Regions from separate parts of the Sus scrofa genome. Here all the other regions are linked to region 1. A link is a contact called in public Hi-C and promoter capture Hi-C data. All regions are on one chromosome and are shown on one strand. Each heading gives the region's core, a stretch centred on a gene start, on an enhancer-like site or on the middle of the called end of the contact. The rest is flanking DNA. Distances are from core to core; before and after follow the strand shown.

Region 1 (6,883 bases), core at 4,021-6,520:
TTCTTTAGAACAGTCTCCTGAAATTTGAGGTCAGTCTTAACTTTCCTTTGGAACCTAGTTCAAAAACTTACCTACATATATATACATACCCTCAGAACTTCCACAGCATCTATTCTCTGCATCTAACATTTTTTTTCTATCTCCAACCAGGTAAGTCTTTTAGGGCTATTGTCAACATGCTCAGTAAATGTTGCTAAAAAATAAGGAAAGAATTCTGGGCCAGGGACTGAAACTGCACTGCAGTTGCAGCCTGTGCCACAGCTGTGACAAGGCCAGATCCTTAACCTGCTGCATCACAAGGGAACTTCCAGGAATACATATTCTTTACAAAGGACTGACATGCTAAGGGATCCCAGATGCATCTAAATCTATGCGTCATGGACAGAGATCAAAGTCTTTATTAAAAACAAACAAAAACAAAAACCAAAAAAACCAAGAAATGCACCCCAAACAGTATCACTTGGACAGGCTTAGAATTTTTTTTTAACCTGACCTATAAAGCTTTCCTTGCTTAACCCACACCTAGAACCTCATAAGGCACACTATTTAAATAAGCTACACCGAACTATCACCTACATAACTATTTTTCTGTTAAAAAAAAAAATTGTTCAAATTCTGGTCACATTAATTTACAATAGGAAATTTCATCTTTCTCTTTAAATCAAAAAGTATAAAGTTCAGGAGTTCTCTTGTGGCACAACGTGTTAAGGATCTGGTGATGTCACTGCAGTGGCTTAGGTTGCTGCTGTAGTGCAGGTTAAATCCCTGACCCAGGAACTTCCACACGCCATAGGCAGAGCCAAAGAGGAGAAAAGTTTAAAACAAAAAGTTAATGATTAATTGATAAGGGGCAAAGTCTTAAAAACAAAAACAGAATGTTCAAAGCTAGCAGTAACCACGCTATATAATTTTCTGTATCCTTACTGTCCATTCATATTTTAGATAATTTATACTACATATCTTACATAGTTAACAGTCCTAAATGTTCTTCTAAAGAGTTCTGTCTATAGCAGTGGTTCTCAACATTTGGCAAAGTCTGGAGACATTTTTAGTCAATACAATTGACAGGAAGAGAGTAAGGAGGTGGGGGAAAGACTGGCTGTGCTACTGGCATCTAATGCTATTAGTCAGAGATACTGCTAAACATCCTACAATGCACAGGAGAACCACCCACAACAAAGAATTCATTATATGCCCCAAATGTCAATAGTGCCAAGGTTGGAAAAACCATGGTCTACAGAAACCAAGAGACTTTCTTCTGAAGATCTGCAACTAGTTCTATACAGAATAATCTAGATCAAATATATAAAACGTAAAATAACAATACAAAAATCCATTAAAATGCTTAAGAAAAACTTATACAATAGTAGTTTTCAAAAAATCAATTTGTTAATGCCGTTGATTTAAATACTCCTTGAGGATCCTAGAAATGTAGCAAAGCGAAGCTACAATATGAAAAAAACCTGCAGGTACCATACACAAGAACAAGCAAAAAAGTATGTACACTGATTTAAGGGTGTTTTACTTCACTGAGCCTTTTTTTTTTTTTGGTCTTTTTAGAGCTGCACCCACGGCATATGGAGGTTCCCAGGCTAGGGGTCGAACTGGAATTGGAACTGTAGTCACTGGCCTATGTCACGGCCATGGCAACACAAGATCTGAGCCATGTCTGTGACCTATACCAGAGCTCACAGCAATGCTGGATCCTTAACCCACTGAGAGAAGCCAGGGACTGAAGATGTATCCTTACGGATACTAGTCAGTCAGATTCGCTTCCGCTGAGCCACGAAGGGAACGCCTATTTCACTGAGCTTTGAATTTAAAAATATTTGGGGGTTTGTTTTAATGGCCGCACCCGTGGCATAGGAAGTTCCCAAGCCAGGAACTGAATTGGAGCTGCAACTGCAACCTATGCCACAGCTGCAGCAATGCTAGATCCTTTAACCCACTGTGCCACAACAGGAACTCTTAAAAGTATTTTGCATATTGAAATGCAAGCAAAATTTTAATTACACGTAACATTTATTTTAATGCTTAAACTAACAAGTTAGGTTGTGTTTAAATCCTTTAATCAGTAATACAAATCAGGCTCCAGTTTTTTCGGTCGTTTTAGTCCCATACCTGAAGCATATGGAAGTTCCCAGGCTAGGGGTCAAATGAGAGCTACAGTTACCGGCCTACATCACAGCCACAGCAACACCAGATCAGAGCCTGGGATCCTACACCACAGCTGATGGCAATGCCAGATCCTTAACCCACTGAGCGAGGCCAAGGATCGAACCTGCATCTTCAGGGATGCTCGTCAGATTCGGTTCTGATGAGCCACAAAAGGAACTCCAGGATCTTTTTTTTTTTTTTTTTTGGCCACACCTGTGGCATGCAGAAGTTCCTGGGCCAGGGACTGAACCCATGCCACAGCAGCAATCCAGCCACTGCAGTGACAATGCTGGATCCTTAACCTGCTGAGCCACAGAGGAACTCCTAAGAGGGATCTTCTGATGCCAGTTGCCCGGGACACCCAAGTCCCCCACCCAGAAGCAATCAACACTACCAATTTCTCATTAATCCTTTCACCTATACAAACAAATACACGTATCTCCCCAGAAATGGTGGCCTCCTCCCACTATTCTGCACTGTGCTTTTCACACTGATCTGGGAGGCTATATTTTAACAACACACTCCAAGAATGGCCACTTACAACTTCTTAGAGCCAGAATTCAGCAAATGTCAGTTATCTTTTCACAAAGGCACTTAAAAAGGCGCGGGGTTGGAGAGGAGTCCTTAAACCATTCCTAGTAAGCACAACCATATGAAATAAACTTTAGTAAAATGAAGATTTACATAGGTGACATGAGGAAATACTTGACTATCTGACAAGCCATTCAAATATTGCCTTTACATACATTAAAAAAGAAATACATGGACTGTATTATAAGTTCTTCAATGAGTTGAAAATAATATAATCCAATTATAGAACTGGGCTTATTAAAATATCAATGAAATAAAATATTGGTGAAAATAAAACTATTTATTGGTTATATTCCAAAATTAAATTACCTGACCCTTTTCTAAATGTTCTTTGCAACTTACTTTCTGGAAGATGTTTCCTTTCAGATTTATAAAGGCACTCTTGTTAAAAAAATAAAATGTTTGTATTTTCTACTTTCTTCCTCTGAAACACTTACTTGACAGCAAGATTTCATCATCCCTTACATGTAATTTTAACAATATGCATTACTAAAGCAATACAAGATTTCTTTTAAGCTTCAATTTAAGTACTAAGAATATTGTGAAAAGTCACCTCACAATATGCAATCAGATCATATGAATTACGAGAACAGTACTTACCACTTTTAAGTAACAGAAAATAAAGCGTTAAAATCTTATATTTCAGGCTTGTACAACCATATTAGAGAAATGTTTTAGGCTACTAGCAATATTACCCGCAATCTTCTATTAGGAATATATATGTCAACTATCCTGGAATATATTTTCTTATTAAACAAGAATTTAGAATCATTGTTTCATTGTATTGTCAGTACAAGCATTTATGACTCTATTTCTACAATGTACCACAAAAATACAAAGTCATCCTTCCATTCAGAGTTTTGGCACCTGAACAAATACAGAGGTCAGAGTTCATACACATGCTCGGTAAAACCAATTATTACTCACATAACTATTACATTCAATAAATCTGCTGGTGTTTGGCATTTTTTAGTAATTTTAAAGAATTTTCTGCAAGTCTAATTGGAAAGACTCGGTGGCACAAATATAGTTCAAGTGCTATCAGACTTATATCCAGAATTCATCACATACTTAGAATGCTAAATTTCACAAATCACTGAGCTCGTCAAAGTATTGATATAAGAGAAAAACACATATAGTAATGATACTTTCAATAATGGTGTGTGATATTTTGAAAATAACCATTCAATATGCTCAATCTTTCTTTGTTGAATCCAACAAGGAAAAACAACCTAGCATTCTCGTTGATTTGGGTATGAAAAATTACACTGATTCATAATTGAGTCAAATTACTAAATTACTAAAACATTTAAAACATATTAATAAATGTGGCCAACACTAGAGTGTTCTACAGGACTCAAGAGGAGCTTGAGACAAAAAAACTTTTTAATCCTTTCAGATAGATGTTGGGATAAGGAGATATAACAATGTATTTATTAATCTGCTGAAATGTCATGTTTAATAAGGAGATATAACAATGTATTAATCTGCTGAAACCTCATGTTTTTTTTAATAGCACTGTTTTTCAATAGTAAGAATCAAGTTAACTATGAGGGACATCATAATGAAGTTTCATGGCACAACACAGCAGTGTCACAGAGGCAATGTCTTAAAACAGACTCTGATCTGTAACTTGTAAACATTTTAAAATAAGCTACTCATACACTCCATTATATGTCCTAATCCCAGCTATAAATATTTAAATGTCTTTAACACACCAAACAACCTGCCTTTACCTAGTCAAAAAGCTTTAGGTGCCTACAAAAAAGAGGCCTAGGATTTGGGGGTAAGTGGAAATGAGATAATTCTCTAACATGGAATTAATTTCCTATCTCAAGTGGCAATGCCCTTATCCCCCACTTAAACAATATAGACAGTACCCCATTATGTCTTGCTCTCTCTTCCAACACCCAACTAAAAGGGAGTAACTCTGAACGGCCTTCTTTCATCAATACCTAGGAACTCTCATCGCTCCTTCCCTAAGGAAAGGACAGCGGCGGCCAGATCGGCTACAACCCAGAATACCCTTAAAAGTGAGGGCCTTTGAGCAGCGCAGCTCTCGGGATCCAGTTACCACCTTTCCCCTTCCCCCAACCTACTTCCCGGGTTTTCTCAGGCTCGGCCTGCTCACTCCCCACCCTACAACCACACTTCCAGCTGTTGCCACTATCTAGGGGCTCTTTCAAGAGCTCACACCCCGCGTCTAAGCGCCCCCTTCTCCATCTGCCCCCCCCAATCTGATTCCTCTCCAGATCACCCGCCCGCGAGACCGTCCATCCCAGGGCCCTGGAAGGGGAGGGGAAGGCGGCGGAAGGAGGGGGAGACTGCTGCTTCCCCACAGGCAGAAGGGCGGCCGCAAAGAGGGCCACTCGGGCGTTACTAGGGATATTGGGGACGCCAGTGGAAGGACCCTCCCGCCATGGGCTGAGGTGGGGGACGTTCGGGAGTTCATTTCTGACCTCCTCGCTCTTCAGCACCTCCTTGAACTCCCGCTTGATTCGCTGCACCGCGATGTTGGCCATGTCTCCGCCCGCAGCTGATTCGTACCCGCCTCCTCCGCCACCGCTACGACCACCGCCACCGCCGCCACCTCTTCCTCCACCGCCTCCTCCCTCGGCGATTCACACCAGAGCACACGAACGCTGCCACTGCCACTCCGGCCGCCGCGCTCTCCTCAGTGTGGAATCACCTCCGCGCCCGGCCACCAAAATGGCGCCAGGTCCGCGCCTGCGCACGACGCTGACCTGACCGGGCGGCGCAGCCGCTCCCGTTGTAGCCCCATACGCCTCAGCTGCGAACCCGCGCCGCGCCGCCCCGCGCCGCGCGTCTCTGCCCGAGCTGCGGCCGCGTGGCTCCGCCCTGCCGGCGTCTGAGGCCTGGAGGGTGCGGCTTCCGCGCTGGTCAGCGCTGCCCCGGCCTCCTCGGTCCTCTCAGGCGTCTCTGCCCCTCTTCGAACCAGGTGTATGGTCCAGGCTTCCAGACCGTGGCCTGTAACCGAAGGTTCGAGTCCAGCCTGACGGGTTCACGCGGCTCCACTCGGTTTGGAGCGCCGCCCTGACTCAGCCAGACCCAGAACCCACAGGCTTAGTGTGCCTGCCTGTGTTTAGTGTCTGAAAACACTGTCCTGGAATTCAGTCTGGCCTATTTTTTCTTGGTGTAGGCCCGGCAAATGCACTGAGGTTCATTTTTGTTATGAAGCTCTTACGGTGCTGCTATTACTACGATCATTCCAGGATCTTAACAGGTACAACAAATTATAAAGTTAAGTATGGGTCTCATCAATTTTATTTGAGACCAGTACTCCATGGAATTTAGAAGCCAGGTGTTGATCTTTGACCTGCTTAGGTAATTAATACCAAGCCCTGGAACTAAAACCATAGTTTTGGAACTCGAATGTACATTAGGATCCCTGAATAACTTGTTAAAAAATAAAAAGAAAACGGATTGCTGGGCCCCATTCCTAGAGTATAGGGTGGGCCTAATAATTTGCATTTGTAACAAGTTCCCAGATGCAGCTGCTCCTGCCGCTGCTTCTGGAGCCACACAGTGGGAACCACTGAACATGTGAAAATAGTTTATATATTAAAGTGAAAAATGGAGTAGTAGATGTTTCTTGGGCGAGAAGGGCAGCTTTACTTACTTAAACCTAGGATCTACAACTGTGCCTGGTGCCTATTAAGGCCCTTAATAAATATTGAATGAATAAATGAGTAACGATAAGACTAAAATGTTTTAAATGGAAAGTAAATTTGAAAGCGGTTGCTAAAGTTTCCAATAAGTAATATGGTTGTGGATTTGGGGGGGTTTTGAGTGTTTTTTTCTTTTGGCCGAGCCTGCGGCATTTGTAAGTTCCTGGACCAGAGATCGAACCCTCGACATAACTGTGACCCAAGCCGCTGCAGTGACAAGGCCAGACCCTTAACCCACTGCAGCACAAAGGAACTCCTAGGTAATATGGTTTTGATGCTGAGAGGTGCTTTGAATAGAAAACATTTTGTAATAAGTAATTATGTTTATTTAGAAGTTATATTAAAGTCACTTCTTTCACTATGTTTCTAATAGGATACTTTAACCAATCAGTAAAGTATCCTATTAGAAGAATATCACGAAATCACCGTCTCAGCAAAAATTACTG
Region 2 (7,679 bases), core at 433-2,932, 170 kb after region 1:
AGGTTTAAGACGGCTGCTCCAGCTTCAGCATCAGGTTCTTATTCTAGGCAGCAGGGAAGGGGGAAGAGAGGGGCAAGGTGGGACCCACCCTTTAACAGCACATTCAGAAGTAGCAGCAATCATTTCTACTTACATATTGGTGGTCCAAACTTATCCATAACCAGCTGCAGAGTAGTCTGAGAGATATAATTTTTAGCAGGATATTGTAGGAGGGTTATTGGAATTGGGAACAACTAGAAGACTCTGCCTCATACATAAAATCCACATTTTCATTACTATTTTTGCTAATTTTCCATTATGGTGGAGATACAAAAGTTCATTTTAGGGAGCTCCATGGTGGCCTAGCGGTTAAGGATTCAGTGCTATCAATGCCGTGGCATGGGTTCAATCCTGGGCCTGGAAACTTCTGCATGCCATAGCTATGGCAAATAAATTAATTAAAAAATTAATTAATTAAATGTGCTGAACAAAATCCAGCACCATTCAAAATCCATTTTAACAATTTAATTTTAAAGAGATTTAACTTTCAGAGATTCAATTGTTAAAAAAAATTAGTATATAATAAAGTAGTTCCCATCCAGATAGAGCAAAAAAAATGATGTTTTTTTTTTTTTTTAATGAATGACTAGAGTTTAGGAAACAGTAGTAGGTGACGTATTTTAATTAATAATATTACACTTAGGAAAACTACCAGGGATATTAGTTTCCGCAACACTAAAGACCAAGCCTACATAATGACAAACATAGAATTGTAAAGTGAAAAATGTTATTTGTTTGTACAAGTGATTTTCAAACTATGGTCCCAGACATCTCTATAGAAGTGCTTCAGAGATTCAGCAAATAATTGATTTAAATATAAACATGAGTACATATACACACAGATGATTACAGTAAATATGCAAAACTCTCTACAAAGTTACTATTAAAAAGACAGCAAAGAAGTTCCCATTGTGGCACAGTGGAGCAGAAACGAATCTGACTAGGAGGAATCATGAGGTTGCCAATTCAATTCTATCCCTGGCATCGCTCAGTGGGTTAAGGATCCGGCATTGCCATGAGCTGTGATGTAGGTCCCAGACACAGCTCAGATCCTGCTTTGCTGTGGCTTGTGGTGTAGGCTGGCAGCTGTAGCTCCGATTGGACCTCTGGCCTGGGAACCTCCATATGCTGTGGGTGTGGCCCTAAAAAGAAAAAAAAAAAAAAAAGACAACAAAGAGTAATTGGTCAACATAGCAGATTGAGGACATGTTTATATCCTCACTCTTCTGAGAACCTCACTAAAATTACAGTAACAGGAGAAAACGCATAATCCAATAAAACAAAGCTAATGGAAGGGACGCATTGGTGGGCAAGAAATTCAAAGAAATTTCTGGAAAGCACTGAATGGATAGATATATACTGCCTCAAGAGCAGTTTCCTGGAATACTGGTGTGAGAGCCAGAGGAGGAGGCACTGCACAGCAGAACAGCAGAGGCTCCCAAAGGAGAAGGGAGAGAAAGGGGCACATGCCAGGGCCTTAACTGTAGGTCTTTAACTTGAACAGTCAACCTTCTCATCTCATCCATCTCTTGAATCACAATGCCAGGCAGCCAGCCTGGCATTTATACCCAGGATGGGGGTGAGGGGAAGGCAGTTGAGGGCAGAGGGAGGAGGGTTCCGCTCTAAAGAAATTGATTCCACTGTTTGGGAAGAATGACAGCAATGACTACTATTCTGCACCAGAACAAAGCCTTCTGCATTCTTAAGTCCAACACCAGCTGTCTGCAAGTTTGTCCTAAAGCATAGCCAGCAAATCAAAAGACTGTCTGGAGTTTTGGTTATAAGTGAATTAAACACATGCACATTTTTCATTCTTTCCTGAAACTTTACTAAAACGGCAGTAAAGGAACAAGAAAGCTATACACAGACAAGGACAAGGAATGGGAAAGGAGGAATGAGTAGACAGAAGGTGGAAAGCAATAGGAAGCTAAACAACTGAAAGGTGAGCAAGCAGAAACGACAGTCTACATAAGGGACTGGCTTCTAAGTGTAGGTAACTGGCCCCTTAGATCTCAAGAATTAAAGGCACCACATACCACAAAAAGTGGAGCTAAGGTGTGGGGCTGAAAAAACGGGACCTCAACAGAAGCCTGTACAAGGAAGAGGTGAATGCATCCGAGTCTCTCTTTTCTATCAAACAGCAAGAAACCTCCTTTCCCACCCCTTTCTCTCATCGGATGTTTTCAGGAGGAACAGAATCAGAAAGTTTCAGCCTGGGAGAGGGTGTTAGTGAGACGCCAGCTGGAAACAAGGTAGCAGTGTGCATATTTGAACAGGGAGACCCACACTCACTTATTCTACTTACTTTTACTCATCTGGCTCAAGTAAACCAGCAGCCAAAGTTATAATCCTCAAAGCCGGAGACCTGGGGATTGTAATTATTACTTTGAAACTCTGAACGGCTTTATTTTTTATTTTTTGCTTGTTAGGGCTACACCCGCAGCATATGGAGGTTCCCAGGCTAGGGGTCGAATCGGAGCTGTAGCTGCTGGCCTACACCACAGCCACAGCAACTTAGAATCCAAGCTGCGCTGCAACCTACACCACAGCTCATGGCAACGCCAGATCCTTAACACACAAGCAAGGCCAGGGATGGAACCCACATCCTCATGGATACTAGTTGGATTCTTTTCCGCTGAGCCACAACAGGAACTCCCAAACCCTAAATGATTACAGAGAGATAATCCTGGTCTTTGGGAATCACTAGGTGAGAAATCTAGCTCAACTTCCAAACATGTTACAGTGAAGCTCTATCAATTACAGAGCTTGCCCAACCCCAGCTTCCAAACAGCTCTATGGTGGCTCATGACTTAGCAGGTCTGTGGTACAGCCAAGGAGGTGAAGAGGAGCCTTTAACACAAGATAGAGACCAAAACAAAGAAGAAAACAGGGACAATCCTCAATGCAGAGAACAACTTCACAACACTAATCATCTTCACAGAGAAAAACAGAAAAACCAGCTAAGAAACAAGAACAGGATGCTAATGAAAAAAGAATAATCAGAGAAGAACTTTAGAAAATTAAAATGTGATAGTCAGGAGTTCCCGTTGTGGTGCAGCGGTTAATGAATCCGACTAGGAACCATGAGGTTGCGGGTTCGATCCCTGCCCTTGCTCAGTGGGTTAAGGATCTGGCGTTGCCGTGAGCTGTGGTGTAAGTCACAGACATGGCTCGGATCCTGCGTTGCTGTGGCTCTGGTGTAGGCCGGCAGCTACGGCTCCAATTAGACCCCTAGCCTGGAAACCTCCATGTGCCGAAGGAGCGGCCCAAGAAATGGCAAAAAGACAAAAAAAAAAAGAAAAAAAAAAGGTGGTAGCCAAGAAAAATTTTTTTGAGCTGTGCCTGTAGCATGTGGAAGTTCCTAGGCCAGGGACTGAACTCATGCCAGAGCAGCAACCAGAGCCACAGCACTGACAATGCTAGATCCTTAACCTGCAGCACTACGTCCATCACAGTTACGCATTTTATAAAAAATTATTAGTTCATATATTGAAAACTTCAAAACAGACTGGCTATACACATTACATATTTTATAACATTGCCCCCTAACTACTTCCTCTGAAAATAGGATTCAGAGCCAAAGAAGAATCTGAGTTCTGGTACTTAGGATAAAAATTCCTCCTTCAGGTCATTTTTATCATAGAACACAACTACCTCATCAGAATGGTGTGAGGAATAAAATGAATAATGGGCAATGCATATGATGTAGCAAACTACTTAAAATGAAAGCTAATTCCTTTGCTGGTCTAAAGTAGTCGTATCAACGTGAAGAGTCAACAATGAAACTCTTATGCCTTTCTAAATTATTCCAATGATGCTATACTATTATGCAAGGGACATATGCTTCTTTTAAGTGAACAGATTATAATCTCAACCTACCCTGCTTCATCACAATACGTTCCTTTTCAGAAATGAAACATGATGTACAGTAACAGAGACTTAAAAGATTTTCTAGAAGTTTTTAATGTGTTTTTAAAATTATACTGTTAACAGTAAACTCCTACAAAGAAGTTTTATGAATATATCATACATAACAAGCAATTATTTATTGGGACAAAGACGATATGCTAAAAGACAAATTACTACAATTAAATATGCACAGCTTATTGACCTTTTTCTTAAAACAAAAAGACTGGGATATGCCCACTGAAGTCTAGGCATTCTGCCATCACTTCTGTTACCAACTGCAGTCAAATGTTTAAAATTCCTGTGATCTTGAATGTCTTGTTGAATATTAGAGGGCTTTTGTTTTTCTTTTAGCCACTAGATTTTTCAGGAAAAATTCACCTATTTAGGAAAAATAAAAATATATTAATAACAATTTAAAGGAAGTTTCAGAATAATTATACCTCAGGGTTTCCCTTTAAAGAAGACTTTTGTATTTACTGCTGTTTCTCTCTTTTCAAATCTCAGTGGCAATAATTTTCTAACCTCACATATCCCCCATATCTTTGTCTTTTCCTCAAACATAATGATGAATTATTATTAAGTAATTTAATAAAATTGTTTTTAAATCACTGCAACTTCCACTACTATTCATTCTAGTCACTCAGTATTACAAAGGGTGACCCCACTGTACTGTGGGCTGTTTCTGTGCATTTACTCCACTTTATGTGCACTATTCCCCACCACTGACAAAATATTGCTGTTGGCACGACTCATTTCAGAGAGCAATTCTGCTACATTATTAGCCTGGATTTAATGTTTATAAAACAGACCTCGTTGCAGTTGAATAGATTCATTTGATGGAATCTCTTTAGCTTATTCCCCTCAAGGGAAGCAAGAGCTCTTCATTTATAATGGGCCTGCTTTCTCCACCCCCTAAGATGTGCCTATGCACTAAGTTAGCTGCTTAGAGGAGGCCCTTTCATTTTCAGGTCGTTAGGGTTCCATTTAGTTTATCACTGTTACAGCACAGCTCAAAGCTTATTGGCAGAGCTCAGTACTGCAGGCCGGGCTTATGAGGAGTCTGAAGAACTTCTCTGTCATCTTATATTAAGATGAGTAGAATTACAATGATTATATCTGTACACAATCACCAAGAATCCAAAAGCTCATATAACCTAGCCAAGTAATTAAGGGAGAATAATCCGTGCTGCCCTGTACCTCACCTACGTCAGACAGGAGTAGACCCATATTATTAGATACTAACCCATTATCTGAGTCTAAGGCTTTGATCTTTCACTGGTAATTTAAAAAAAATTTTAAAGTTCATAATTCACTTCCTTGTAAATGTTAGACATTTAAAACAAAAACAAAACCCCACAAAATAAAAACTCCTTTCAAATGATATTACTCTATTTTAATCACCCTGGAAGCTGATGTTGGGCCTATCCTTTATGGATATTTTTAGTTTAGCAGCTGCACTGCTTGAAAAAGAACAAATCATTTATAATCACTGGTTTCTAAAGTCCCCACACCCTGTCAATCAGTGCCGAATCAAATTCTTGGGTTTTATAACTAGGATAAGCTGTTAGTAGTTCATTAAAATGTGTTCAATTTCTTTATAGGAACACACTGTTATTAATGCTTGAACATTAATTTTTACAAATAGAATTTATGCTTAATTTAAATATATCTAGGATTTATACTCTAATGTGTAACAGTCATTTAAAAAAATCAATAGGAGTTCCCTTCGTGGCTCTGCAGTTAACGAACTCAACTAGGATCCATGAGGATGTGGGTTCAATCCCTGACCTTGCTCATTGGGTTACGGATCTGGCATTGCCATGAGCTGTGGTGTAGGTCACAGGTGCAGCTCGGATCCTGAGTTGCTGTGGCTATGGTGTAGGCAGGCAGCTGTAGCTGCGATTCGACTCCTAGCCTGGGAACTTCCATATGCCTTGGGGGCGGCCCTAAGAACCAAAAAGAAAAAAGTCATTAATAGTAATAACATAGTTTAGACAGATCCAAAAAATAAACAGCTGTTTATTCTTCAAAAAGTTATAACTGTTAAGTCCAACTGGCAGGGAAAACATCATAAACATTTTTGGAATTAAATTCAGTCTTCAGTTGTGTTCTCACAGACCTTGTGATGGTCATTACCACATGACTTTTTATCACTTGGAAAACACTTGGATTTTTTCCTAAGTCAGTTTAAACTACCAATCAAAATTAGAACTGAAATCACTTAAGAACTGCACCATAACTAGTAAAATTACAATAAAAATTTCTATGGGGAAAGTAATCTTATGGATTATTTTTTCTGTTGCTTTTGGGAGAAAAAACACAAAGATATTATTAAATGGTGTAGGCAGCAATGCTATCAATAGATACTTACCCTTATGGAGCAAAGCTCCTAAGGATATTCCAGAAAAAAAGAGAAAAAACCCTTTTCCTCATTCATAAAAGACAACCACGGCTATTATAATTTTCACATGGAAAATCTATGGTCTAAATAGAACAGTTACTTGCAGTCTAACTTACCTGCTTTATATGAAGAACGCACCAGAGGGCCACTGGCAGTATAATGAAATCCAAGTTCATTTCCTACTTTTTCCCAGTATTTGAACTTTTCAGGAGTAATGTATTCTTCGACCTAGATTTAAAGAATTAATTCTAGATTCTAGAATTTTCCTAAATCATTTTGGTTCTCTACAAAAATCTACTTGTTGGCTACTCTGTCGGAATGTAATCATAGGGAATTAGAGAGGAGGGGGAAAACACATCAACCTTGCATTATTATATTAGCTATTTCAAAGGAGAAAGAAAATGAGATTATCTATAGAGATTATATACTTGTATCATTCCTTCATTGACTAACAGATATAATTAAGAATTATTCATGGAGTTTCCGCAGAGGCTCAGAGGTTAACATTCCAACTAGTACCCATGAGGACTCGGGTTTGACCCCTGGCCTCAGTCAGTGGGTTAAGGATCTGGTGTTGCTATGAGCTGTAGCATAGGTCGCAGACATGGCTCAGATCCGGATCCATGTTGCCCATGGCTGTGGTGTAGGCCAGCGGCTACAGCTCCAATTTGACTCCTAGCCTGCGTACCTCCATATGCCACAGATGTGACCCTAAAAAGACCAAAAAAAAAAAAAAATTAATCATGCCTATAAGATTCTGAGACAATAGTATGTTATTCTTCTTGTATCTTCTGCTCAGCACTGTGTCTGGCACATGGTCTCTACTCAAGAAAAGTTTCTTGAATGAATAACTGTCCAATATAGAAATAGGGAGACTGAGAAGTTCCCATCGTGGTGCAGTGGTTAACGAATCCGACTAAGAACCATGAGGTTGCAGGTTCGATCCCTGGCCTTGCTCAGTGGGTTAAGGATATGGCGTGGCCGTGAGCTGTGGTGTAGGTCGCAAATGCGGCTCGGATCCCACGTTGCTGTGGCTCTGGCATAGGCCAGTGGCTACAGCTCCGATTCGACCCCTAGCCTGGGAACCTCCATAAGCCGCAGGAGTGGCCCAAGAAATGGCCAAAAAAAAAAGAAATAGGAAGACTGATTTTTCTTTCTTACTTGACCTCTGGCTCTCATATATTCTAAAACAAATCGCAAGATCACCAAGTGTAAATGAATGCAGTTTCCCAACTTAAAAATTTTTTTCTTATAGATTCACACAGGAAATCATATAATTTTGGGGGCAGCAAATAAGTGCCAGTACAGGTGCTTTATGCAGATAATAAAA
Region 3 (6,989 bases), core at 272-2,771, 250 kb after region 1:
AAAAACAAATGCAAAAGTTTAAAGTAGTATAATGTAAAAGATACGCAAACCTTTTAATATACATCTTATTCGCTTACTGACAACACAATGAACATTGTAAATTGGTTTAGGTTCTTAAGGTTCTTTATATGATGTGTCTGCTGTGTACATTTTTCTGGGAGATAGGTTCATAGTTTTTATTGATTTCTCAAAGATCTAATGACTAATGACTCCCTCCTTCCCAATCAAGTATTTCCCTAAGCAAAATTATGGAGTAGATAAATTCATTTTTGGAATTATCTGCCTTGATAATACTTAGCCTCATATAAAAATAATAGTGATAACAGCTGACTTAAATAAAAAAGATTACTATCAGCTGTGTGCCAGGAACAGTTTCATAATAACCCAATGAAGAACATAGTACTATTATCTTATTTTACAGTTGAGGAAACTGAGGCATATTAACTTGCTTACCGTCTAGCATATTGGCTTCAGAGGGTCCCATGCAATGCGGCCCTGTTCCCCAGTATCCCTTTACTCCTTTGTAAATAGCGGATAACAACAGCAGCCAGTATTATTGTGGGTATTAGATGAGTAAGACTGGGACAGTCCATAGCCACATTCTTAGCACATATTATGGTGTTTGTTTAATACATATGAGTGCTCCATGCTTAGCTTCTGTATTTCAGAAGGCTCTGGTATCTTTCATAGTAGAAATATGGGTGTGATAAAATGCAGGAGAGAACAAGAGGTGGGCGGGTGGGTGGATAAGGATTTGAAAGTCCAGGGCCAAAACTGGAGATATTGCTCTGCCCATTGCACTCCTAAGGTTTCACATATTCACTTAAAATTGAATGCAAATGCAACATTCTGTTCCACAATTCAATTGCTTATCTATTAATATAAAACTTGTTTACTCCAAAGTTTTCAGCATCATTGTTCTATGGAGATGTACCTTGTTGATGCCTTAGCTTCACACATACACCCCTTTGAGGGACTCAGCAGCGCAGGTTTGGGAATCTGAACGCCTAGAAGCCCAGCTAGGCCCCACAGCTTGTTTGAGCCTTACATTTTTCATATAAAGTGGAGTGGGTGGTAATACCTACTTTACTAGTCTCTTTCGCTTTGGAATTACACACATAAAACTGTCCTAAAGGTAGTTTTCAAAACTTATAAGTAGGCGAAAAACCAAATTTAGTTGCTCAAACACTAAAAAAAAAAAAAAAAAAAAAAGGTAAATACTGTTTGGTGGAATTCTTATTCCAGAATAGATATTAAAATTAATATGTGAACGTACATCTAAAATCAGCATCTTACTGCGGCTGGTAATAGAAACATTTTAAAGCTACTAAGGAGGGCATGCATCCTTCCAGATGGGTAACCCGGAGGATCTGCCCGCCTTCCGAGGTAATCAATCTCGTAACTTCGCGATCTGACCGCCGCGGCCAAAAGCCGAAGGCGCAAATCTGAGAGTGGATCTGGGTTCCGGAGCGCGCTGGCCCAGCCGGCCTCAGGGGCGGCACCTGGGCCCACGTAGCTACGCCTGCCTCCCGCCCCCGGCCTGGCCCGAGAGGACGCTGCGCGCCTCCTGACGTCATCACCGGGCGCCGCTGCCTCGACCTCCTTCCACTTCGCGGGAGAAGTTGTTGGCGCCAATGGATCCCGAGCTCCGGTAACGGATTCCCCAGCCGGCCAGCCTGCACGCCAGCGCCTTCGTCCGTGGGCTGTGATGGTGAGCCCCCGTGGGAGGCTGTACGGCTCGGGGGTTGGGGAGAGTTTGCAGGTTGGGTGTGGACCGGGCACTAGTGGCATGGAGGATTGGGGAGGATCGTGATGCGAGGCTCCGGAGGAGTGCGAAGGCAGGGAAGGGGCCACAAACTTGGCACGGGTCTCACGCCTTTCCTTGGACCGCGGCTTCAGCTCCCGGCCGCAGCCGGCGCGCAGGGCTCGTGGTGCTGCGCGTCAGTTTAACTTTTTTCCATTCTTGGGGGAAGGGAGGAAGGGAGTAATAAAGGTGATTTTGAGGGCTCAGCGGTTAAGTTGCTTTTCCTGTTTAGCGTTGCCTCGGACCTTGGTTTGAGTCCTGCCTAAAGCGTTAATTCCAAGTTTTGGGTTACGAAGGAGAAGAATGTTACAAACTTTCCTTTCTAATGAATAAGTTGTCTCGGGCCTTCGACTTTCGTCATTAACAGCTCGGTGAAACGCTCATCACAGAGCTCTTTTGAGATCAAGGGCATCAGGAGGATGTTTTATTTTGTTTGGAGGAGTTCGCAGAAATCAAAGGGATAACACGGTTTCCCCGGAGAAAAGAAAACAGCTAGTAGAAACAGCTGTACTGCATTTGACGGCTGTCATCACTTAGCATCTGATGTTAACAATACTCTTAAAAAAAACCCTCACTAACACACCATTTTAAACCAACTATTCTTTAATAAAAAATTAAAAACCCCCAAAACACCCCTCGGTGTTTAAATAGTGAAATAATTATGCAGCCTTCCAAACATGTTCATACTGGAATGGCAATAGATACAGGTGTGTGTTTGAAGTATTTTATTTTAAAGGTCAATTTATGATGGTCCATTAAGTCAGAATCTACCTAATAATCAGATATAATTTTTTCAGTAGTTTTTCAGCTTATTTCTTATAATGTCATTGTTATGGGCTGTATGTGTGTGTGTGTAATTTTATGCCAAATTGGGAAACCTTACAGCCCTTTTTTATTTCTTCTCAAAGAAGGATAAGATAATAATAGCTACTTTGTAACAGGTGTCTTCTTCAGGTCAATATGTGAGCCCTTTACTTTACATACCTTTTCTCATTTAAACCTCACAGCAATCCAGTGTTACAGATGGTAAAGGAAGCGTTTAGAGTTCAATTTGTGATAGAAGTAATAAATGATTGAACTAGGATTACAACCTTGGTTTTTCTGTTAGATTATACTACCTCCCTAAAATGATCATAATTACATTTTGGACTTCAGGCACTATGGTGTTGTGGAAAGTTTATGAGTTTTGGAGTCTTGAAGGTGAGAGTGAGGTGATGTTTTAGTCTTGCTCTACCATTTAATGCTTAAGTGGTTTTGAACAAGTGAATACCTTAACTTTTTAACCTTTTAAATCCTGTTGTTTCCTTACCTGTAAAAGGGAGGAAAATATAGCTGCCTTAAATGACTGTTTTGAGGATTAAACAAGATAATTAATGTAAAGCTTCTGTTCTTGTGCCTGGCATGAGGTAGGCAATATACAGCTCTGTGGCCAATGATGTAATTTTCTCAGGAAGGACTCTATGGAACATTACAGAGAGTTTAAGGGGCAGCAGAGATACCTCTGGAAAAAACAAGATGCCTCTGAGAACAACAGTTTAGAGTCAACTTTTGGTTATTTGAGTATATATATATAAATATATATATATATTTTTTTAGGGCCGCAGGTGTGGCATTTAGAAGTTCCTAGACTGGGGGTCAAATCAGAGCTACAGCTGCAGGCCTACGCCACCACGACAGCAACACTGGATGGGAGCTGTGTCTGTGACCTACACCGCAGCTTGGGGGCATGCCGGATCCCTAACCTACTGAGTGGGGCCGGGGATCGAACCCACATCCTCATGGATATTGGGTTCGTTTCTGCTGAGCCACAACAGGAACTCCCATTTGGGTATTTTCAATTGATTCTTTCCCTTCTTAGTACTCCTGTTCATGGTGCAGATGAAAAATAAAGCCCTTCTCGGAAAAGAAGTGGGAGTCAAATGGGTCTGCTTTACTGTTTCTAAAGGGAAAAGTTTCTGTAAGGTACTTAAGAGTTTTGGATTATATTGGTATTTAATTTAGTTCTTCTGTCTCTAGTACACAAATTAGCAGAAACCTAGACCCAAATTCTGTTTAGCATATGTTTATTGAACACCTTTATACAAGTTATCTTGTACAGTAGTTCTTAACTTTTGTTTGAGTCATAGCTCCGTTTGATAATCTGGTGAATAGTGTGCAAGTTTTCTGCCCACAGAGTACATGTGGACTCATACACACTGTTTAGGGGATTCACATATCTTCTGAAGCCCTTCCATAGATCAAAGTTAGCAACTCTTGCCCTGGGAGCTACATCTTTTTCTCACATCTTTTCCAATTAAAGTTATTGATAAAGGAATAAAATACTATATCCACAAAATGGAATGCTATGCAGCCATTAAAAAGAAAACTTTGGAGTTCCCATCGTGGCGTAGCGGAAATGATTCTGACCAGGAACCATGAGGTTGTGGGTTCGATCCCTGGCCTCACTCAGTGGGTTAAGGATCCGATGTTGCCGTGAGCTGTGGTATAGGTCGCAAATGCAGCTCGGATCTGGTGACAGCTCCGATTAGATCCCTAGCCTGGGAACCTCCATGTGCCTCAGATGCAGCCCTAAGAAGACAAAAGAGAAACCCCCCACCAAAAAAGAGAAAACTTTATGCCATGATATGAAACAATTGCCAAGATAAGTAAGTGAAAAAAGAAGATGCACAACAATATGTAGAAAAGATTCTCTGCATATTTGGGAGTTTCCTTGTGGCTTAGCAGGTTAAGGATCTGGCATTGTCACTGCTGTGTCTTGGGTTGCTGCTGTGGTACAGGTTTGATCCCTGGCTTCAGAAGTTTCACATGGTGCAGGTGCAGCCAAAAAAAAAAAAAAAAAAAAAAAAGAATATGCATATTTGTTTGAAGATACGAAAGATCCATAAAGAACTAACTGCTAACATTTGTTGCTTCCTAAGATGGGAAATGTGAATCTGAGCGGCAGGATAGGAGGGAGACATTTTACCTTTTTGAATTTTTGGGTCATGTGAATATATTGGCTATTAAAGTAATTGGAATGAACTTAGAATAAAAAAATGGCCATGTAAATGATTTGCATTGCTATGAAGATTTAATTATTTGCTCAAAATGTGAATAAAATTTGAGAAATGCCATTTTAAAGAAGCCAGCACATATAATTTATTGGCTAGCATGTTTATTTATTGAAAATATGCATAAGATTGAATTAAACACACACGAGACTTAAGGGATAGGTTTTTTTTGAAGAGCTGTTGAGAGTCTGAATACATCTAAATTGACTCATTGCCCCCTTCACATTGTCATTTACTGCGTGAATGCTCCCCTGAAGCAGTGTGGTCACCCTTTTATTTATTTATTTTTTTACTTTTTATTATTATTTTTTTGTCTTTTAGGGCCACACCAGTGGCACATGGAGGTTCCCAGGCGAGGGGTCCAATTGGAGCTGCAGCCGCCAGCCTATGCCACAGCCAGAGCAAGGTGGGATCTGAGCTGCGTCCGTGACCTACACCACAGCTCATAGCAATGCCAGATCCTTAACCCACTGCGTGAGGCCAGGGATTGAACTCGAGTCCTCATGGATGCTGGTTGGGTTTGACAACCACTGAGCCACGATGGGAACTCCGGTCACCTGTTTGTAATGTGGCTTTTGCCATAAGGCTTCTCCTACCTTTCTGATCTCATCTGTCTGTCTTTTGAGTGTGTTAAGCTGGTTCTCTCTTGGCTTTTATTTTTGCTATTTCCTTTCCTTGGAATAACCTGTCTTATTCAAATGTCAGTCATCGCTTCCTCAGAGCTTTTGGTGTCATATCCAAGAAACTCTTACCTAATCCAGAGACAAGAAGATTTGTGCTTCTTTTATAGATTTAGCTCTTCCATTTAGGACTTTGATCTATTTTGAGTTAATTTTGGTGTATGGTGTGAAGTTGGAGTTAAAAGTTTATTCTTTTCTATGTACCTCTCCAGTTTTTTGCAGACTATTTTCCCATTGAATTATCTTGGCTCTCTTGTCAAAAATCAGTTGACTTTAAGTGTGAGGGTTTTTTTTTCCTGGATATTGAATTCTGTTCCATTAATCTATGTGTCTATTGTAGTGCCAGTAACCGTTTTTAATTACAGTTGCTTTGTGGTGAGTTTTGAAGTTGGGAAGTATGAGTCTTCCAACTTTACTCTTTTTCAAAGTATTTTGCCTGTCCTGGGGCCCTTGAATTTCCATATGAAGTTTAGAATCAGCAAAGAAGCTGGCAGGATTTTGATAGGGATTGTGTTGAATCTTTAGATCAGTTTGAGGAATATTGCCATCCTAACAACATAAGGTCTTCTGATCGATGAACATGGGCTATCTTGCCATTTGTTTAGGTCTTTAATTTCTTTCCTTTTTTTTTTTTTTTTTTTTTTTTTGTCTTTTTGCCATTTCTTGGGCCGCTCCCGCGGCATATGGAGGTTCCCAGGCTAGGGGTCCAATTGGAGCTGTAGCTGCCGGCCTACACCAGAGCCACAGCAACGCAGGATCCGAGCCGCATCTGCAACCTACACCACAGCTCACGGCAACGCTGGATCCTTAACCCACTGAGTAAGGCCAGGGATCGAACCCACAACCTCATGGTTCCTAGTCGGATTCGTTAACCACTGCGCCACAATGGGAATTCTGGTCTTTAATTTCTTTAAACAATGTTTTGTAGTTTTCAGAGATTGGTTTTACACTTCTGTTAAGTTTACTCCTAAGTATTTTGTTCTTTTTGACGAAACTTTAGGTGGAAATTTATGTTATGCTAATTTCTGCTATATAGCAAAGTGATTCAGACACTATACATATACACATATACGTATATATACATTTGCTATACAGCAAAGTGATTCAGATACACACACATACATATATAAGCATTTGTTTAATATTTTCCGTTATGATTTATCACAGAATATGTATGTATATATATTTTTTCCTTTTTTTGGCGGAAGGCGGGGAGGCTCCCACCTTTGCCATACGGAAGTTCCCATGCTAGGGGTTGAATCAGAACTGTAGCCACCAGCCTATGCCATAGGCATAGCAATGCCAGATCCAAGCCATGTCTGGGACCTACACCATAGCTCATGGCAGTGGCGAATCCTTAACCCCCTGAGTGAAGCCAGGGATCAAACTCCCATCCTCATGGATCTTAGTAGGATTTGCTACTGCTGTGCCCTGATGGGAACTCCCCACATAATA
Region 4 (6,861 bases), core at 2,822-5,321, 250 kb before region 1:
TGGGGGTGTAGAATAACATTCACAAAGTCAAGTCACTTGTGAAAAAGCCACTTTCTCACCATTCTTGAGAAAAAGAATGTATATAGGTATGTGTGACTGGATCACTTTGCTGTACAGTAGAAAATTGGCAGAACACTGTAAACCTAATATAATGGAAAAAATAAAAATCCTTTTTAAAAAAAAAATAGTCAAGCCACTCTTTTATGCAATAATTGCTCTAATCACACTAAACTCTTTTTTTCCCCCTTTTTTTTTGGCCACACCTGTGGCATATGGAAGTTCCTGGGCTAGGGATTGAATCAGAGTTACAGCTGCCAGCCTATGCCATAGTCGTAACAACACTGGGTCCTTAAACTGAGTCGGCCCATGATCAAACCCACACCCTCATGGACACTCTGTTAGGTTCTTAACCTGCTAAACCACAACGAGAATCGAAGACCGAAGTCTTTTCCTCAAAAAGAAATTGCACTTAATTACCTCCAGGCCTCTTTTCACCTTGTGGTTATCTCTATTAGCTATTGCTCTCCCCAAAACTACTCACTGCAACAAGTCATCCTCCAAGGCCCAGCCTCAAAATGCCCCTTCCTTCGGGAAGCGCTCATGGCACCCCTTTCCTAGGCTTCCCGACGATATCATTTAAATCTCTATTACAGGAGTTCCCATCATGGCGCAGTGGTTAATGAATCTGACTAGAAACCATGAGGTCGCGGGTTCAGTCCCTGCCCTGGCCAGTGGATTAATGATCCTGTGTTGCTGTGGCTCTGGTGTAGGCTGGTGGCTACAGCTCCAATTCGACCCCTAGCCTGGGAATCTCCACATGCCACGGGAGCGGCCCAAAGAAATAGCAAATAAATAAATAAATAAATAAATCTCTATTACAAAACATATCACTGCCTTACCTTGAATCATGATTCATTGCATGTCTCTGTTTGCTCCATCGGACTCTGATCCTATCTTTTTGTTTTCTAAATATTTCCCCGGTGCCTAGTACACTGCCTTGTCCATTGCAGGAGCTCCATAACTGTCAAATTAACTTTTAAATAGCTTAGATTCTAAAAGACAACCTGACTCTAAATCTGTTTCAAGCATAGTCCTCCCTATCCCAGTTAGTAGTAACTTCATCCCTCTGGTTAAAACCACGGTCTAAAATTTTGCTTTCTTGACTCTTCTTTTAATACAGTTTTTCATCATTTTCACTGTTATTACCCAATCCCTATTATCATCTTTTCTTGGGATTTTTTTTTTTTTTTTTTTGCCACACCCATGGCACATGGATGTTTCTGGGTCAGGGATTGAACCTGAGCCACTGCAGTGACAACACTGGATCCTTAACCCACTGTGCCACAACAGAATTCCTTCCTTGGGATTTTTGCCATCATCTTATACTTGGTAACCCTACTACTCTATTTGTATCTCTACATTATTTTCAACCCAGCAGCTAGAGTGATTCCTTCATTTTACATATATTTTAGAAATCATGTAGAGCTTAGTATGTACCAGTTAAAATTCTAGGCACTTTACAAAATCAACTAATTTATGCCTCATAAAGGCTCTCTGATATAGAAACTATTATCCTTGATTTACAGATAAGGAAAATGAGGCACAGAAAGATTAAGTAATTTGTCCATGGTTGCCTAGCTCATAGAACATAAATCATATAATGTCACTTCTTTTTTTAAAATACTCCCAAAATCTCTGAGTACATGCCAACGTCTTTCCAAAGGCCAAAGACCTAAAAGCTTATCTGTGATCTGCATCCCTTCTCTCCTCTACTTTATTATTATCATTATTATTTTTTGCCTATCTCCCCCCAAACAAATTAAACTCTACCACAACAGGTAGGATTTTTGTGCCCCCAGAACTCTGTTTTTTTTTTTTTTTTTTTTTTTTGGCCTGGCCCATGCTGCATGTGGAAGTTCCAGGGCCAAGGCCTGGGCCAGGGATGGCATCTAGGTAACAGCAACCTGGGTGAGCCACTGCAGCGACAATGCTGGATCTTTAGCCTGTTGTGCCACAAGAGGATTCCCCTACCATTGATTTTTTTTTTTTCTCAGTATCCTAAACAGTGACTTGTACAGTGGGCCATCTTTCTTTTCTTCTTTGCTTTTTAGGGCCACACTTGTGGCATATGGAGTTTCCCAGGCTAGGGGTCAAATTGGAGCTACAGATGCCAGCCTACGCCACAGCCACAGTAAAGCAGGATCCAAATAGAGTCTTCAACCTACACCACAGCTCATGGCAACACCGGATCCTTAACCCACTGAGAGAGGCCAGTGATTGAACCTGAAACCTCATGGTTCCTAGTTAGATTTGTTTCTGCTGTGCCACAGAGGGAACTCTAACAGTAGGCCGTCTTTAAATAACTGTTGCACAAAAGAATGTTCTCTTCTCATTTACTAAGTGGAAACAAATATTTACGTAAAAACAGGAATTTTAGAATTAAGAATGGAATTAATCTAGAATGAATTTAGAATTATATAAATTCAATGTATTTATGTGTTATAATCTTTAGGGCTTTTGAGGCTTTTGAGTGTTTATAAAATCAAACAGTATTAACAAAGTAATTAATAGGTTGTATAAAATTAAAATCTATGAGTATATACAAAACCAGTTTAATAATGGGTAAATTATTTAGAGCAAGAATAAAAAAAGCATCATAGTTATTTAAATGTGATGGATTTTTAAAAAATCACAAGTTGAGAGAAAGAGACTACAAAGAGTGTAGGGTTTTTTAAATGATTTTTGTTTTTTTTCCCATTATAATTGGTTTACAGTGTTCTGTCAATTTTCTACTGTAAAGAGTGTAGGTTTTGGTCAGTTTAATAGTTGGGATGAAGATGATCTTAAATAGCTTTTGCCTGCTACTCTAAATGCCCAGGAATAAAGCACTGACTTTTGTGGGGTTTGGGGGAGCTTTTTTTTGGCTGTCCCTGTGGCATGTGAAAATTCCCAGGCTAGGGATTAAACCTGTGCTGCAGGGTCACTGCAGCGACAATGCCAGATCCTTAATCCATGAGTAGTGACTTTAGGGCAGAGTTCTAGCAAATCAGCAACCGTGGTGTGTTAGATTCCAAGATGTTTGCTCCTTTGTGTAATACCTGAAAAATATTCAGTGATGGCTGTACCTACGATATTGTTAAGATCAAGCAAAGGATATAGAAAAGACCAATAGATATCCATCAAGAATAATTTAAATGAACAATTTAAATGCATTTCACTGTAAACTATGGTAGTGGTCAGGGAGCTGTATGCTATTTCGTATTATGTGTTCTTTTTACAACTTCATCTTTGGAAATTACCTACGTGCTCCTGAGGTTCATCTGCTTCAAATTTTACATTAAACTGCTCAAACACCACTGCATTGGGTTTTCCTTTGGCTGAAGGAAAAAGGTATTCTTTGAGTTCATATATTAACAAGAAATATCCATCTAATTTATAAACATTCTTATTTCTGGATTCCAGTCTCAGAGTTTGGAGTGGAGTCCAGAAACCTACCTTTCAGACCATTCTTTGAGGACTGCTCGACTCAGAGTTATTTGTATATTTTGCAGCTTTCAAAATACTAATTTTAGATATCTAAAGAGGGGAGGGCAAACTCTGGTGGCTGTCAGAAGGCACAAGAATGAGCAGCCCACTGGATCATGACCACGTCCCTCGTGCCATGTTGCAAAACTTTTCCTTAGTTTGCAGATCTTCCGTCCCTAGGGAGGAAATCAATTCATTTTCATTCAGTAGTTAACCGTTTTTCAACCATTTCCCTCCACGTCCCTCAGGATGACCCCTAAAAGTCGGAACCCATCTCCGAGGCATAATGCAAAGTTCTGTTCGTCCTGCGTGCCCTCTGAGGGCCGCTGGGGCCGCGTTCGCTTCCCGCCACCCGGGCTCCTCCCCTGCTCGCTTCTGGGCCGGGTGCTCCCCGAGGCGCTCGGCGCGGCAGGTCTTGGCGCCAACCGGATGGTGGCGCTGTCTGCCTCGCGCGCGGCCGCTTCGGGCCCGAGGGAGGCGGAGGCTCGGGCCGGCGGAGGAAGGGGAGGGAGCGAGGCGCGCGCCCTGCTCTCGCGTGCTCTCGCACAGCTCGCGTGACCGGCCACTGTGCGCGAGGCGCCGGCTGCCAGGAGCACCGACGGCCGGGCGCGCGCCGCTGCAAGGGGCGTCCGGGTCCGGGTCGGCGGACCCGGCCGGCGCGAGGGGCGCGCGGGTGGGCCGTGGGGGTCCGGGGCGGACACCCGCGCACACGCTCCCAGAAGAGCCTTCTCCGAGGCTGCTCTTCCTCGGCCAGACGGAGAGCGGCAGTGTCTCCCCGCCCAGCGCACACTCGCCCCGCGTCTCCCCCCGCGGCGACTGCTCCTCCTCGGCACCGCCAGCCCCAGCGCCGCTCCGGGGCGGGCGGCGGCGGCGGCGGCGGGACCCGCGGAGCCGCTTTGTGTGCAGCCCGAAGAGGGGCGGCGGCGCAACCACCTGACAGAGGCCCGGGCGCTCGATGCACCTTCCGCCCGCATGAGGAGGAGGTAAAGGCGGCGGCGGCTGGGCTCCCGCCCTCGGCTGGTGGAGGGAGGGGACGGAAGGGGAGACCGGAGCGGGGGGGTGGGGGGGAGCCGCGGGACCAAGGCCCGGCGGGGCTGCCCGGAGCTGCCGGTAAGGCCTTGGCGGCTTCGGACGGTGCCGAGTGGCCGGGGGCGAGAGAAGACGCCAGGGTCCCTCAGCCGAAGTTGAAGGAACAAAATGTGAAGTGCGGAGCCGCGTCAGCCGCTTCCTGCCTTGGGGTTCGGGGTGGAGGGCGGCTTGTTTTCCCCTCCGGCAGTGGGGGTGGGGGGAGCGGGACCCGGGAGGGGTGGGAGCGTGGCGGGGACGCCGGGGGTCCCGGAGCTCGGCCCGGCGAGGGCGTTCGTTCCCAGGAGCCGCCGTTGCGTGCGGGTCCGGTTGGGTCCCTAGTTTTGCGGCCTAAGCCGAGCCCTATAGGCCTCGCGTCTCCTTCCCCGGAGGGGACCGGCCGGGCGGGGACTCGAGGCTCGTCTCTGACCGAGCGGGGGCCTTGGAGGCCTCGGCACGCTCTCAAGGCCGCCAAACTTCGGACCTCGATGCACGGGGGTGGATTTCATTGTGAACGGCGGAATGGGAAACTCCTGGCGGTGCTCGGCGCTTCCCGCGGCCGCGGCCGCCGGTGCCAGGGATCCCCGGGAGCCCGGGGTTGGCGGGGCCCGGGTGGGTGGGGGCGGCGCGGCGGCCGCCAAGGTTCAGGCCCCGGGAAGGAGCGGGTGGCGGGGCCGCCGCCGAGTCCCCGGCCTCCCGGGAGAAAAGGCCCTTTGCAGATTAGAGATTTTTGAAATGAAAAAAGAGGTTACAAAGTCGCCCCTTTCCCGCTGAACTTTTGTTTTCTGACCGATAGAGGCCGGTAGAGGACTGTGAAAGAAAAGTTGTCCCCCAGGATGGACTTCACCGCGCAGCCCAAGCCTGCCACAGCCCTCTGTGGCGTCGTGAGTGCCGATGGGAAGATCGCTTACCCTCCGGGGGTAAAGGAGATCACCGACAAGATTACCACCGACGAAATGATCAAACGACTGAAGGTAAGCTTTGGGATGGAATGGTCACACTTGAGCCGCCTGTGGTGTTACTGCTCTGCAAGGCCTGGCCTTTCAGAGTTTCACCTACCATGCTTTTTACGTATTTTATGTCTTCTCTTTTACGCCCTGCGAAAAGTATTGTTCTATCTTGGCTGTATCTTTGAATAATTTCTGTTAGGGGCATAAGCATGATGGGAAATTAACGGGTGTGTGTGTGTGACCTTTTTTAATCTTACCGTTTTTCAAGTATAAGAGTTCTTACAGTTTTTAAAGTTTTTCCTGGAAATATTTATGACTACTATTCAAAGTAGCTTGCAACTTAAAAGTAGGCAGTGATTTACCTAGGAAGGTTTTCATTAACTTCTGAGGGTACCGATTTAAGCACAAAAGGCACTTTAAAATTTTTCTAATATCCAGAAGCTTAAATATGTATATAGTATGCTTAAACTTTGACAGAAGTACTGACTTTTCAAAATTCAGTCTGGAAGTAAGGTGATGATTAATGCCCACACATTCAAAGGGTTTTTAAGAGAAAGCGTTAGCATCTCTTTTTATAAGGAGTCAGTTTATTTAATTTAAGCAATGGTGGTCCTAAGGTCAACGTTGTAAGTTTTAGCCTTATGTAAGTTAATTTTTTTGCTTTCTGTTGCATGAGCATAGATTGTGGCCACAGCCTTACAAACTGTTATTCTTATTGAAGGATCAACCTGATGCAGGCATCTTTGACCCCCAGGGGACATTTGGAAATGCTGAAGACATTTTAGTTTTCACCATTGGAGCTAGATTGGAACAGGGCAAGGCTGGAGATAAGGAGTCTAGTTAAAGAACTCTTAACAGTAGTCTAGGTGAATAGATGTTGAAATCTTGAAGTTGGGCTATTCTTGAAGTGGGAATAGAGATAGTGGATGATCCAAGAGACATTTCAGAGTTAAAAATCAGTCAGACTTGGTGGGAGGTGAGGGAATAAACAATGTTGACAATGTTTCTACCTTGGGCAATTGGTGAAAGGTTTTTCAGGGAATAATCTTGCCACTTTGCTCTTAGAATTTAGTATAGTGCCTAGTAAATGTTTACAATGTTGTGAGTAATTAGAGTATTCCTACAGTTAACTTTTTAAAAACAAATTGGGATTCTGTAATTTGTTGCCCCTTTGGAAAGAATAGGGCACTAGGGCTTTCTATTAAATCTTGTACATAAAGTGAGGTACCTATTGATGGCTTCTTAAGGTTATATTGAGTGTTTTGAGATGTCGAAATATGAATTGTAAAATATAAAGCTAAGTAAAAAATTTATAGGTCTT

What was found. Promoter capture Hi-C pulls out the DNA fragments that hold promoters and counts their contacts. A called contact is a pair of places that touch in the nucleus more often than the background predicts.
Region 2: a contact with region 1 is called in a promoter capture Hi-C map of fetal skeletal muscle, with 2.5 times the contacts expected there. The contact joins the enhancer-like site here to the promoter of UBE2K in region 1. A contact is called at or near these places in 3 of 5 promoter capture datasets (fetal liver, fetal skeletal muscle and liver), 5 of 47 Hi-C or Micro-C datasets (embryonic fibroblasts, mesenchymal stem cells, omental adipose tissue and 1 more) and 1 of 2 datasets of contacts at active chromatin or transcription factors (skeletal muscle).
Region 3: a Hi-C map of skeletal muscle shows a contact between it and region 1, with 5 times the contacts expected there. The contact joins the promoter of RFC1 here to the promoter of UBE2K in region 1. A contact is called at or near these places in 2 of 47 Hi-C or Micro-C datasets (heart right ventricle and skeletal muscle).
Region 4: a promoter capture Hi-C map of fetal liver shows a contact between it and region 1, with 5 times the contacts expected there. The contact joins the promoter of PDS5A here to the promoter of UBE2K in region 1. A contact is called at or near these places in 5 of 5 promoter capture datasets (fetal liver, fetal skeletal muscle, liver and 1 more), 27 of 47 Hi-C or Micro-C datasets (adipose tissue, alveolar macrophages, blood and 13 more) and 2 of 2 datasets of contacts at active chromatin or transcription factors (alveolar macrophages and skeletal muscle).

Annotation. Positions count from the first base shown.
Region 1 is chr8:30,886,381-30,893,263 of Sscrofa11.1, reverse strand. UBE2K (ubiquitin conjugating enzyme E2 K) reads right to left here and starts at 5,270. Exons shown (of 7, transcript NM_001078671.1): 1 at 5,208-5,270. The coding sequence starts at 5,270.
Region 2 is chr8:30,713,309-30,720,987 of Sscrofa11.1, reverse strand. It overlaps LIAS (lipoic acid synthetase), which reads right to left. Exons shown (of 11, transcript NM_001243462.1): 10 at 6,466-6,577; 11 at 3,985-4,326. The coding sequence ends at 4,274. Among named protein-coding and RNA genes, the nearest start is that of LIAS, 18 kb to the right of the region's middle. Within about 2 kb of position 1,682, at least 2 of the 83 cell types and tissues checked have an H3K27ac peak or open chromatin away from gene starts, as enhancers often do. A contact at or near this core is called in fetal skeletal muscle, where this site is marked.
Region 3 is chr8:30,630,464-30,637,452 of Sscrofa11.1, reverse strand. It overlaps RFC1 (replication factor C subunit 1), which reads left to right and starts at 1,521. Exons shown (of 25, transcript XM_005666588.3): 1 at 1,521-1,711. The coding sequence starts at 1,709.
Region 4 is chr8:31,131,541-31,138,401 of Sscrofa11.1, reverse strand. It overlaps PDS5A (a long non-coding RNA gene), which reads left to right and starts at 4,071. Exons shown (of 33, transcript XR_002346613.1): 1 at 4,071-4,508; 2 at 5,387-5,564.